Linked DNA regions of Drosophila melanogaster: region 2 is linked to region 1. A link is a contact called in public Hi-C data. All regions are on one chromosome and are shown on one strand. Each heading gives the region's core, a stretch centred on a gene start, on an enhancer-like site or on the middle of the called end of the contact. The rest is flanking DNA. Distances are from core to core; before and after follow the strand shown.

What was found. A called contact is a pair of places that touch in the nucleus more often than the background predicts.
Region 2: a Hi-C map of the Kc167 cell line shows a contact between it and region 1, with 2.7 times the contacts expected there. The contact joins the promoter of CG1647 here to the promoter of CG11857 in region 1. A contact is called at or near these places in 16 of 107 Hi-C or Micro-C datasets (the Kc167 cell line, the ML-DmBG3-c2 cell line, the S2 cell line and 6 more).

What each region holds. Positions count from the first base shown.
Region 1 is chr3R:25,255,457-25,262,159 of dm6, forward strand. It overlaps CG11857, which reads left to right and starts at 3,442. Exons shown (of 2, transcript NM_143105.3): 1 at 3,442-3,976; 2 at 4,038-5,303. The coding sequence starts at 3,908. The coding sequence ends at 4,580. Nup358 (Nucleoporin 358kD) reads left to right here. Exons shown (of 7, transcript NM_143104.3): 3 at 1-837; 4 at 899-1,399; 5 at 1,469-1,601; 6 at 1,666-2,673; 7 at 2,745-3,216. The coding sequence ends at 3,103. It overlaps Kdsr (3-ketodihydrosphingosine reductase), which reads right to left. Exons shown (of 3, transcript NM_143106.4): 2 at 6,089-6,657; 3 at 5,507-6,024. The coding sequence ends at 5,800.
Region 2 is chr3R:28,816,086-28,822,788 of dm6, forward strand. It overlaps CG1647, which reads left to right and starts at 4,136. Exons shown (of 4, transcript NM_143379.3): 1 at 4,136-4,432; 2 at 4,487-4,633; 3 at 4,703-4,911; 4 at 4,974-6,703. The coding sequence starts at 4,253. CG1523 reads right to left here and starts at 3,583. Exons shown (of 3, transcript NM_143378.4): 1 at 3,137-3,583; 2 at 2,716-3,085; 3 at 1,257-2,589. The coding sequence starts at 3,429. The coding sequence ends at 1,387. Prp39 (pre-mRNA processing factor 39) reads left to right here. Exons shown (of 8, transcript NM_176576.3): 7 at 1-713; 8 at 772-1,269. The coding sequence ends at 1,078.

The DNA.
Region 1 (6,703 bases), core at 2,192-4,691:
TCTGCCGCTGGAGAAAAGGAGAAGCCAATTAAAGGCTTTGGAGATGCCTTTAAGCCTAAGGCAGGCAGTTGGAACTGCCAAGCCTGCTATACCAACAATGGCCAGGATCAGCTCTACTGCTTGGCCTGCCAGGAGCCCAAAGATGCCACTGTTCCCCCCAAGCAATCGGGGTTAGACCAAGGGAACGCGTTAAATCTTACCACTAGCTCCTCAAACAAGTTTTCGTTTGGCTTTGCCTCCTCAGCGACTCTTCCAGCCACAGGTGGATTTAGTTTCGGTGGCGCCACACAGCCAAAGGAGAAGCCAGCAGTGGCAGTTGTTACCGCCTCGGCTTCGGCACCTACGTCAGTTCAAACGGCAGCCCTTGGATTTGGAAAGTCTTCAATGACTTCTGGATTCGGGGACGCCTTCAAACCTGCAGTCGGTAGTTGGTCATGTAGCGCATGCTATGTGAACAATCCCGGAGAGTCTCTTTACTGCAGCGCCTGTGATGCACCCAAGAATGACACGGTACCACAGAAGGAGAAGTCACTAGGATCGGGACTTAATCTGCCACCTACCTCCAAGTTTAGCTTTGGTTTCGGAGCCGCAGCGGCTGGTGACAAAGATCAGGCTGGCGATGGAGCCACGTTCAACTTCGCTGCGATGCCCGCAGCTGTTGCTCCGACTACCTCAATTGGATCCAGCAGCTTCACCTTCTCCATGACCAAGCCCAAGCCCGACCAGCAGCAGCCAAATAGTACAGCAGCTAAGGAGGATGAAGATAACGATTCGCAAGAGGTGGAGGAGGAGGAGAACAACACTTACTTTTCACCAGTAATCCCATTACCCGATAAGGTACAATTATTTGATGCCATAAACCATATTTGTTTTCTTATTTAACAAATGTTTATTTCAGATTGATGTAAAAACAGGTGAGGAGGACGAGGAGCTATTGTATGTGCATAAGGCCAAGTTGTACCGCCTAAACGAGAGCGATTGGAAAGAGCGCGGCTTGGGGGATGTGAAGATCCTGCGCCATAGGCAGACCAAAAAGCTGCGCGTGGTCATGCGTCGGGAGCAGGTGTTCAAGATCTGTCTTAACCATGTGCTTAACGAGAATGTGGTGTACAGGGAGAAGACTGAAACGTCGTGGATGTTTGCTGTACACGATTTTAGCGAGGGCGAGAGTGTCCTAGAGCGATTCACTTTGCGTTTTAAAAACAAGGAGGTGGCACAAGGATTTATGGAAGCGATCAAAAATGCTCTTAATGAAACCGCAAAGCCGATAGAAGATAGCCCAGTGGTCGGCTCCGTTTCCCAATCGACGGAAGCAAATAAACCGTCCCAAAAAAATGATGGGGCGGCAAAGAGCAGAGGAGGCGAATCGGAAGTACTTGATGTTGGCAAAACCTCTTCTGTAAGGCCAACCACGCACGAAGTAATCCCTCCACTTCCCATGACCCTTCCCCTACTGACTCTCCCCCAGCCATTGGCCAAGCCTAACGATTACCAAACACCTGCCACCATATTGTTCAAAGGCAGTTCGCTGAGCAGAAATAACTCTTCGGCTTCTGAGGCAAGCAAAACGCCTAGTTCAGCATTCATTTTCGGTAGCACGGGTATGTATAATTCGACGTTGACCTCAAGATAAAAGGATCTAACCGCTTTTTATGTTCACTTCAGATAAATCGGAGCCTGGAAAGGATGCTGGCCCATTAGCTAATCTTCAAAAACTAGCATCAGGCGAAGGACAAGGAAACGTTTTGGGATCTATATTCCGTAGCGGCTCGTCAAACGAAAATTCGTCTGACGGTTCTGTCAAGTTCTTTTTCGGGGGTGGAAATAAAGCGGCTGAGCAACAGAAGAAAGATTCCTCAGAGTCTGTCTTCGGAGGCAATAAAGCGGATTCCCAATCGCCAGCGACCCAAGAAGCACCGAAGTTGGCCTTCGGTGGAATTGCCGCACCTGTGTTCGGAGACGCCAATCCTTTTGGAGGCCACAAAGTTAATTTGCAAAAATCAGATGGCAAGGAAGAACCAAAATCTATCATTGGCGGAACCCCATTGTTATTTGGAGGGTCCAACGCCTTTGGAATACCCAAAATTGAAACCCAGTCACCTGCTAAAGACTTTGTGTTTGGCAGTGCACCCGCTTTTGGACAAATGGCAACCTTCTCATTTACAGCTGCAAAAAATGAAAAGGAAAAGGACATAACCTCGAATAACACCACTGATCTTAAAGCCGAAGGCAAGGAAAAGAAGGAGTTGGTGCCGGAGACGACCAGCACATTTGCCGATTTGGCCAAGACAGGCAGCACGTTTGCAGATTTGGCAAGCAATCCGGGCGGCACTTTTGCGGACTTAGCGAACAAGACGGGCAACGACTTTGCCAACCTGTCGGCCAATAGCCAGGGCACTACCGTGGGATTCAACAAGTCCGCCGGGGGCGGCTTTTATAACCTCACGCATCAGAACGCTTTCAAGAACTTCGAGTCGCCGCAAGCCACAGAAGAGTGCGATGATGACGGCGACGCGACCACTGATGACAACTACGATCCGCACTATGATGCCATTGTAGAGCTGCCGGATGAGATAGTTGTCACCACGGGAGAGGAGAACGAGACTAAGCTGTTTGGCGAGCGGGCGAAGCTTTATCGCTATGACGCCGAATCGAAACAATGGAAGGAGCGAGGTAAGCTGTAGTAATAGTCCCTTTCTTATTCACACTAAAAGTTTTTATAAAACCAAAAAAAAAAAAAAAAGGTGTCGGTGAGATAAAGGTGCTGGAGCACCCGGAGCTGCAGACATTCCGACTGATCATGCGGCAGGAGCAGATCCACAAGCTGGTGCTTAACATGAATATCTCCGCCTCCCTGCAAATGGATTACATGAACGCGCAGATGAAGAGCTTCCTGTGGGCCGGCTACAACTACGCGGTGGACGCAGAGGGTAAAGTTGACACCGAGGGCGTCCTGGAACGCCTTGCCTGTCGATTCGCCAAGGAAGAGATCGCCAGTGAGTTCCTCAACACGGTCAATTCGTGCATAAAACGAGCCAAGGCCTTGCAAGGTGATGAGGAGAACAAGAATGACGACGCGCCGGAGGAGCAGGCGAGCTCATAAGCAAACCGGATCTAAATATATGTAGCATGTCTAGGATTGTGTTAGAATATTCATCCAAAACAGTAGCGACAATGGCTATTTCACATTTTGCTAATAAAATTTCGATAAACATTAATATTACATTTGAAATAAATTTGACTATTGAATAAAGCAATCGATATATTAGAGAGGAGACAAATTCGGACGTACAACCATATAGCACAAGGAAACTGGCTATGTTTTTATATATTAAATGTACCTCTACCTATTTTTAAAATATCGACAGCACTTAGATAAAAAATTAAAACAAACAATTACCTTTCGCGATAATCGCTCAACTCCCGATTGTTCCATCCCCAGCCGATAGTTTGACAGCCCTGCCACTGAGAGAGCATAATGACGTGGTGAACTCTGTGTGAAAAAAGAACAATAAATTGCCGACAAATCTCTAGTGTAATTAAATTAGTTACCGCATAGAAACGCACTAAACTGTGGCCAGAACTTTACGAATCCCGAATACTGTCTATATAGCAATCTCAGGAAACTGACAGTTGAAACAGCCCTACAACAAGGAGGAAGAAGAAGAAGGCGACGACGGGCGGTGCAGAATATGAATTAGAGAATAATTAGCGATTGAAGCGCGTCTAGTTTGCCAGTTGGCCCATTTCGTGTTTTGTTAGCCCCTTTCCGGCAGCCCCTGCCCCCGTCCCGGAAAATTTTGCAATTCCCGAATCGATACACGTGTGCAGCGAGAACAACGACAGCGTCAAAGTCAACAATAAAAGTCGAGGGCCGGAGATTAATGAGAGACTACCGACGACGACCATGATGAACGAGGACAGCAGTGCTGCCGGCGGCGGCGGGGTTAAGAAGTTCTTTCAGCGCCTCTCACAGGTAAGTAATTGTGGATAGCCCGTACGTGCCGGGAACTAACCCGCATCCTTTGCTTCCGCAGACCTACCAATCCGCCTTGGACCGTAGCACACCGCACACACGAATGCGCTGGGTGTTCGCCGGCTTTCTGCTCCTGCTCTTTGTGCTGCGCATCTTCATCTATCAGGGCTGGTACATCGTGTGCTATGCGCTTGGCATTTACCACTTGAACCTGTTTATCGCTTTTTTAACGCCCAAGATCGACCCGGAGTTCGATCCGTATTCGCAGGATGACGAGGACGAGGGACCCAATCTGCCAACTCGCAGCAACGAAGAGTTCCGGCCATTCATTCGCCGCCTGCCGGAGTTCAAGTTCTGGCTGTCGGTGGCGAAGAGCACGCTCATCGGTCTGATTTGTACGTTCTTCGATTTCTTCAACGTGCCGGTATTCTGGCCCATCCTGGTCATGTACTTTATCACGCTCTTCTGCATCACGATGAAGCGCCAGATCAAGCATATGATCAAGTACAAGTACTTGCCGTTTACCCGCAATAAACCGCGCTACCAGCGGGTGAATGATCTGGCGGGTTCCGGACCCGGTTCCGTGGCGGGCAACTCAAAGTGACAATTAGCCGCACAGACGTCGGACACGCGGGCGACGGCAGCGGGATCGGGTGATCCTTCAAATGCCTCTTCTGCAGCTGCAGCGCCACCATCACCAACCAGCGACAGCGCAGCGACCAAGGATGTGGGGTCGCCAACAGCATCGTCCATCAAACCACCGCAGATCATTGCCATTGAGGACTACTAGAGAAAGCTACCGAAAGCAGCCCGGAATGGGAACCAGCAGCATAACATCAACCAGAAACAAGCTTATAATATGATTTTCCTTTTCGGTTTGTGTAGCATTTTTCGTTTCACTGTTGAGTTGTCGTACGGCGTCTTGTGCAAAATACCTTGTTTATTGTTTAATCTAACTGCTTGTTTAAATTTATATTTATTTACAATGCTTTCTATCTATTGTAAATCCCAAACGATACCGAAATACTGCAGATCAGCTCTAATTTAGTTTTTCATCCTAATCCTAACAATAATTTAATAACTCTTCTATCCAAAAAGTAGACTTACTGTATTTGAATCCAATTATTTTTGATTATCGTGCTAAGATGCTATAATAATATGTCTAAATATATATACAAACATATATATATATATATTTTGCATTATGATTATACAATTTTTGTTAGCGTTAACTATACAGAATGTTAAAAAAAGGCGAATTGAAAACTGAAACTATAGGAAGTGTACACTGGGTGCGTCTTATGAATAAAGAAAGACAAAAGAAAACCAAATAATTTATCGTTGAATTTTGAACCATTTGGAAAAGGTTGATGGCTTTTGTGGCGTGGTTTTTGTATTTATCTAATCGCTTCTGCATGTAGTTTGCTGTTCGATTTTAAGATACGAAACCAATTTTGATTAGGCCAATGCGTGAAATTGCTTTAGCGATTAGCACAATCACTAAGTGGTTATTTAAAAACGACTCATTTTCTGAACAGTAAATACATTTTATTTTTGTTAAAACGAAGCACACACCAACAAAACGAGCACACGTCATCTAGTCTAGAAAACACGATACAAATAGTTAAAACCCTAGCACGGCAATAATAAAAAAGTTCAAATGCACATACAAATATATATATAAAAATGAATGATAATACGGGAATTGTAATATATGAATAGGCTAACCATGCAAAACAATCGCACATTTTGATTAATTATAAAAAAGTGATTTAATTATGGGCACTTGGGAATACTTTAAGGGCAGCGGGACAAGAGAGATTTCACTTGGACTCCACTTGCGATGTGGCCTTGGCCTTATCCTCTCGAGCGCATTTGCGTATAACACTATTGAAGTACTTGTGCAGAGCGTAGCTAACTATTCGCAGTGGTCCCAAAACTATGGCGTGCAGAAGATTGGTGAAGAAGCCATCCCAAGGAAGCAATGCTCCACCCAAAGTGGTGATCAGCCAGCTTTCTGCTCCAACAGTTGAGGTGAATTTTCCCTTCTACAAATAAGAAAAAGTATTCTAGTTAGATTGCGTGAATATTAACTATGGGTAACAGACTCACCAGGGCATCCTTAAGTATAGCTTTCGCCATAACTTCCGGCTCTATGAGACCTCCTCCACCAGAGATTATTTTGGTTTCCCTGGGCTTTGACTTCTCCTCCTCCTCGAATCCGGGTGTATTCGTATCGCAGGGCATGGCCAGAGTGACGCTGACCCCGTGCTCCCGAGACTCCATTGCAATCGTTTCAGCCATCGCTCTCAGGGCGTACTTGGTGGCTGAGTAAGGACCGTATCCATAGATGCCAAACATAGCCGCCTGTGAGGCAGTGATTACAATAATGCCGTCGCCGGCTTTCTTCATTTTGGGCAGGACATAACGGGTGCAGTTATAGGTGCCGAAGAAGTTTACGTTCATCAGCTTGTGGACATCCTGGACTGAGACCTCCTCGAACACACCGCAAATGGCCATTCCGGCACAGTTTATTAAAGTGTATATGGGGCCGAAGCTATCTTCGATCTCGCCAAGCACTTTGGCCACCTGGTCATAATCGCCGCTTATGTCCAGACTTCTGTACTGGAACTTTTGATCTGGCCGCTGGCGAATCACTTCCATCAGAGCCACTGCTCCGCCTGCAAAAAAGATCGTATATCAAAGATAAGAGTATTTTGGGTGGGG
Region 2 (6,703 bases), core at 2,886-5,385, 3.6 Mb after region 1:
TTCGAAAGGTGCCTAATCGCCTGTGCTTTGTATGACGAGTTCTGGCTGAAGATGCTTCGTTATTTAGAGTCTTTGGAGGATCAGAGCGGAGTTGTGGATCTGGTACGTGATGTTTACCGCCGCGCCTGTCGCATCCATCATCCGGACAAACCGAGTCTGCACCTGATGTGGGCCGCCTTCGAGGAATGCCAGATGAACTTTGACGACGCCGCTGAAATTTTGCAGCGTATCGATCAGCGCTGCCCCAATCTCCTGCAGCTTTCCTATCGTCGTATCAACGTGGAAAGGCGTCGAGGAGCACTGGACAAGTGTCGCGAGCTGTACAAGCACTATATAGAGAGTACAAAGAACAAGGGCATTGCCGGCAGTCTGGCCATCAAGTATGCCCGTTTCCTCAATAAAATCTGTCATGATCTCGACGCCGGCTTGGCCGCCCTGCAGCAGGCGCTGGAACGTGATCCAGCCAACACTCGTGTGGCCCTGCAAATGATCGATTTGTGCCTACAGCGCCCAAAAGTCGATGAGCAGGAGGTAGTCGAAATTATGGATAAGTTCATGGCTCGTGCGGACATCGAACCCGATCAGAAGGTTTTGTTTGCCCAGCGCAAAGTGGAGTTCCTTGAGGATTTCGGCAGCACGGCCAGGGGTCTACAAGACGCACAGCGCGCTCTGCAGCAGGCACTCACTAAAGCCAAGGAAGCGCAAAAGAAAAGGTAAGAAATCCATGAAGATGTATCCACACTCATTCATTAATCATGGACATTCCAATAGTGATGGCAGTCCTAGTCGCAAAAACTCATCAAGCAGCAAAGAAGGTCCTGTCCCCACAGGATCCGCGGCGGCAGCTTACAACAATGGTGGCTCGGCCGCAGCAGTCGCAGGCTACAACTATGGAGCAGCAAATCCATACTATGGTCAGCAGAATACCGCAGCAGCCTATCCCTCACAGACGCCACAACAGGCGTCCTACGACTCTTACTACAATCAGTGGGGCTACGGTTCCGGTGGGGCCAGCGCCAACAGTGGTGGTAGCGGCTACAACTACGGCCAGTGGAGCGGTTATGGCAACTACTATTAAGTTCGCTGCCTAGATGTAACCCACTCCGCCACCTGTAGCTCTAAGACGCTACGGCTTGTTTAGTTTTGCCTTGCTGCTCTGTTAAGTTGTACACATCTAATTGTAATTTTTTATCAACCCCTATTTGAGCCCACAAAATAACCCCACCATTGCGAAAAATAAAATATACCAGCTTTTTATCGGTCCACCATAATCGCGTTGCTTGTATTTAGCCAATATATGCTTGAAATAAGTCGAATTATGCCTAAATAGAAAATTAAATATACAGATTGACAGTGAGCGCGCTCTTCGCCCGGCTCAACTGAAGTCTACAGGTTGGGTCGATACCAGGTCACCTCGCCCCCGTTGCATCCGGTTACAAGGAGCGGTTCCCTGGGGCTAAACTTGGCGCACAGAACGACGTCCTGGTGTTCGGTGATCTTGGCTAGCTCAACCAGTTTCCGCGGTTTGCTTTTCACCTCCTCAAACGCCTGACATTTCGGATAGTCGCAGCAGTCCTCACTGTAACCAAAGAGTCTTACCCCATTGCCGTACGGCGAGCAGACAACCCGACCGTCCGCGGAGAATCCAGGTTCCTTGATGAAGCCCGGTTTGGTGTTGGTCTCGGCGGCATAGTAAAGCAGTTTCTTGGCATTCACCAGTATTGAATGACCGTTTTCCTTGAACGTTGGCGTTGTCACAGGACTATTGAATGATCGCAGACGCAGCCTGTTTCCGATCTCTAAGCGGACTGTGGTGTCGCTATTGTTGCTGGAGCTGGAGCTGCTGCTGGAGCTACTGCTACTGGAGCTACTGCTGCTGCTCTGGTTGCTTTCTGTGGGCGGCGGGGTGGTCAGGGGGCGAGGACTGGTGCTGCTGCCCATCAGACTATTTGCCCCCAATTGTCTTAGCGGAAGCACTCCGCTGCTGATGGCGTACACAAAGTTATAGCCGCTGACATGGTTATTGGAGACGCGTGCACGGTTCTGTCGGATGGCCCGCTCCTGGACTGTGACCTCCGCCGCCCAGATGTCCGGTATGAAGGAATCCGAGCGTGTCAAGACTGAAGGGTTGTCAGAGGCGCCACGCCCTGCTCCAGAGTTATCCAGTTGGAATACTTGTACACTGCTGACCCGCAACGGTCTCCGTGCCTGTCTGGGAGTAAGGCCAACCGTATCCTGGTCCTGGGATTCATTCAACGAGCTGCGGCTGGCTAGTGTGGTGGACACTCGCTTTCTCTTGGGCTGTGGCTCCACCTCGTCCTGCTCATCCTCGCTGCGCACCGGCTCCTCGTTGATGTCGTGGATGCAGGTCCACTCGCTCTGCTCGTCGCAGCTGACGTTCCTCGTCAGCATGCAGCAACAGTGCGGGTGAATCTGCAATGCCATGATCATCTCGGCGTCGTTGTTCTCCGGAAAGTCGGTGACCAGCTCCACGCGGTTCTTCTTTTGACGCTTGGAGAACACATGATCGTACTTTGCGGCCTGCGGGATATACTGTTCGCCCAACTGCATAAGTCGGTAGATACCGGGCTGGAAAATCAAACGGGCTTATTAGTTGACCATCTATCTACATATGTAACCATTTCATATATCTGGACGAAACTTAAAATCTTGAACCAAACTGAAAATCACAGCGATATTTACAAACTTTCTTACCCTGAATCCGCACAGATCTTTGTGGAGCGTGGTGAGGTCAAGGTGATGGATAATCATAATGTATCCACCGCTTGTGCAGAGAACCAGCTTATCGCCCGTGGGCGAAATCCTGCAGCGCATCAGTCCACTGGCATGAAATACGCGCTGCGAGATAAGGCCCTGTTCAGTCTGCGAATTGATGTCCCAAGTGAAGATGCTGCCATCGAAGCCGGAGCTTACGAGCAACTTGTCCTTGGAGGAGTACTCGATGTTCTTCACCCAGTTGGAGTGGCCGTGGAGGACGCGCAACTTCTGCTTCATGTTCCGCAGGTCCCACAGTGCCACAGTAAAGTCATCTGAACCAGTGGCGAAGAGGCGCTCGTCAAAAAATCTGGAGCGAGGATTAGCAACGAACCTCCTCGAAGGCAACTTCTACACTTACTTGATGCAATTGACACTATCTGTGTGGGCGTCCGGTACCTTAAAGATCTCCTTCTGTGTGATGGCATCGAAGACGAGGACGCACTTCCTCTCCGTGGCGGCCACGACAACGTTCCCATCGGCATTGAACTCCAGGTTGAAGATGGCCCCAGTGCGTCCCGCATCCGTGGGCCAGCAGTTGGCGTGGTAGCTATTAAACATGTTCATCGAGCTGTAAATCCGCCGCATCAGGGAGTTGTCGTCGCTCCGGTGGATGTGGAAGCCACTTTCGCGGCGGCTCAAGTACCGCTCCATCGTGTGGGCTCTGGGATCTCTTAAGTGGATCGGAAAACCTAGAGGAGTGTATGGGTGTGTGCCTTCTCGCGATTTCACAGGCACCGCGATGCAATTTCCCCGTGGCCTTTCTTGTGTTTATTCTGAAACCAGGGGTGCAACGCCGTGCTGCTTGTAACCGATTTCTTTTTACAACTGAACAATCAAGAATTAAGAAAGTTGAACAATGGTAGATTCATCAATGGTAGATAATCATCTGGACTTAAAATATCCTTTTTTGGCACAATACTCTGTAAATTAATGGAATCGATTCTTTTTGCTTCGCCGTACGATGATTAACTTGAAGTATTTTTCATCCAAAGCACTTATTGCAATTCAATATATTCTGAAATTACGATGATACAATTTCATAGTGTAGCCCTGAAAACGAAGTGCTTTTAACACCACTTGTAAAAATAGTAAACAAACATCTTTTTAGTAAAGACGTACAATTTGTTTCAGTATTTATTCTGCAACTATATAACATTATTTATTTATAAAAATTTTTGACAAATTTTTTATATTTAGTGATAAGAAATAGCCAATAATGTGATTTTATTGGCTAAATATTTTTTTTAACGAGTTTCAAAAATTATACTTAAAATCAAATTTGCTAATTTTGAGATAAGCAAAAAATTCGATCCTATCGATAGCACATCGATTTCTACCAACCTTGTTAGCCGCTGACCAACACTAAGCGTATTGGAATAAACAAAATGCAAGTTCAACTGGAGATAAAACCTTTAATCATGCTAAATTACCGGTGAATAAAGCCTTTCGAGACAAATTTTAAGATCCGGCCGAAATGGATCGGTTTGCTTTTAAGATCGACGCTGCCCTCAAGGCGAATCTGTGCACGATCTGTCGTCTGTGCGGCATCGATAATCCAGGAAAAGTGCCAATACTTTTGCCAAATGAAGAAGACACCATCGACCTGGACGAGCCTAGGATGTCCCAGAAGATCTACGAGCTGGTGGGCTTCACTGTGGGTGTTTTTCTTAAAAATGTTCATAGCCAAGTTAACCAACGCCCTTTGCAGGTGTCCGTGGACGACAAAATGCCGCAGACAATTTGCAGCCAGTGCGTGGATAAAATCAATGATTTTTATGAGTTTCGGGAAATGTGCTATGCGACGAATAAACAGACTCGAAATCTATTGGGATTGAAGCAAATAGAGCCCGCAAGAGTGAGAAAAACGAATAACTATATTATAATTTATAATTATACGAACTAATGTATTATTTACGCCTCACAGTTAATTGATCTTAAGCGCATCGTTAAGGAGGAACGGCCAATATCTGGTGCAGTTGGAAAACGGGGAAGGAAGCGCAAGGGCGAGGAATCCTGGCCAAAAAATAACAATGTCAAGCCACAGGTAAAAAAGGAGTCCTTTGTGTGGCACAAAAAGCAAAAACTACAGCCATCACAGATAACATCTTTAGTGTCCAAAAGAGAGCCGGAGATGTAACTATAACATACATTCCTCTTGTTCTATTTGTAAATAATTCCCATTTTTATTATCCCAGCAAAGACGAGCCCGCTGAACAGGACACCAGTCTTAAGGGACCACCGAAAAAGGCCGGTCGCAAGTCTATTTGCAGCGTTTGCGGCGAGAAGTTCCTTAGCAAGGAGCTGGCCGACGAGCATAAAAGCCTGGTGCATGTGCCATCGATACCGCGATACATATGTAATGCCTGCAACCAGACGCACCACAACCAGAGCGACATACGCGCCCACCAGCTGTGGCATAAGCTCTCCAAGACTCCCTACAAGTGTCCCCTGTGCGAGTCTAGCGTAGCCAATGCGTATGCTTTTACGCGCCATTTGCGCGAACACACACCACCCACTCCCGTCCAACTGCTCGTCCTGGATCGGGAGTGTCCGCTGTGCAAGAAGACTTTCGTCACGAACTTCTTCTACAACACTCACCGCTGTGCCATCCGTAAACGCAAGTGCGGCGGTTGCAGTCGCACCTTGAACACCGAAGCGGCCTATATGCGTCATGCGCCAACCTGCCCAAAGATTTACCTCAACCACTCGAAGCACATCATGCCCCAGGTGGTGACCAATGAGGCGCAGATGTTAATCAAGAACGAGATCGAGGAGGAATTGCTAGGTCTTCCGCCGGCCACAACAGTGCCGCCGGATTTCGTCATAGACGAGGGTATGCAACCGGTAGTAGTTCTGGAACGCCTGTCATCGCCACTTCTGCGGTCTTCGTCTGGAACCGATCAACTGGTTGCTGCCAAAAGCAAAAATAGCGATAGGGTTTCTGCCAGGAATTATTTGAAACGAGTGGATCAGCTGCTGAAGAATACGATTAACACTCTGGTCAGCATTAAGCATGAGCCAGAAGTGCACATAAATGACACGGGGCCACCTAGAGGTCAAGCCGAGAGTGATCCCGAGCCGGAACGGAATGAAGAACATCCAAGTTTTGGTGATGATATTCAGGCAGCTAACGACGAATGTCAGGAATGTCAACCGGAAACAGAATCCGATAAAATCTCTGTTGCTGCCTGTGACGATATTCCCAGTGTATCTGTTAAACAGGAACCCGAGTATGACGGCTATGAAAAGCAAACGGGAGTGAAGCAAGAGCCTCTGAAGCTAAAACTTAAAATAACGAAGAACCATGGAAAGCTGAACTCTTCTCTCATAGACGATCTGGATGAAGCTGGACAGGCGTTTGGCAGAAGCAGCAAAAAGAAAAAGAAAAGAAAGCATAAGGAACGGGAGAAGGAAGCGTCGAACGAGACTGAAAACTGTCGAACAGAATCTCAGAATCAACCTGCCATTAAAATCAAACAGGAACCCGTCGATTATGCTCCTGAGGCCACTGTCATGACCACTATTCCCATGACTCAGTTTGAAAGCAGCTTAAACGAAAGCGAACGAAGTGAGGAAGTCGATGAGGCCATGATTCAGAGTCAGGAAGATGTTAAGCCAAATCGCATGGAGCTTGATCGTATGATGCAGATCTCTAATGTGACCAGTGGCGTGGATATGGCAGAAGAAGCAATGGCATTAGAACGAGCTGAAGAAGCCTGTCCCGAGGACTCCCTGCACAAGGTGAAGTCCGTAAAGTCCACAGCGCGCAAAAGTACGGGAGGTGCAGAACGGAAAACGTATAGCCCACCCAGGACGAACACTTTGCCGCAGATTGTTGCCGTTGTGAGCGGCGAGTCGGCGTTTAACATGATTTCCATCAAGCCGGAACCGAGAAATCTCGGATATGGAGACGAAGAACCAGAAG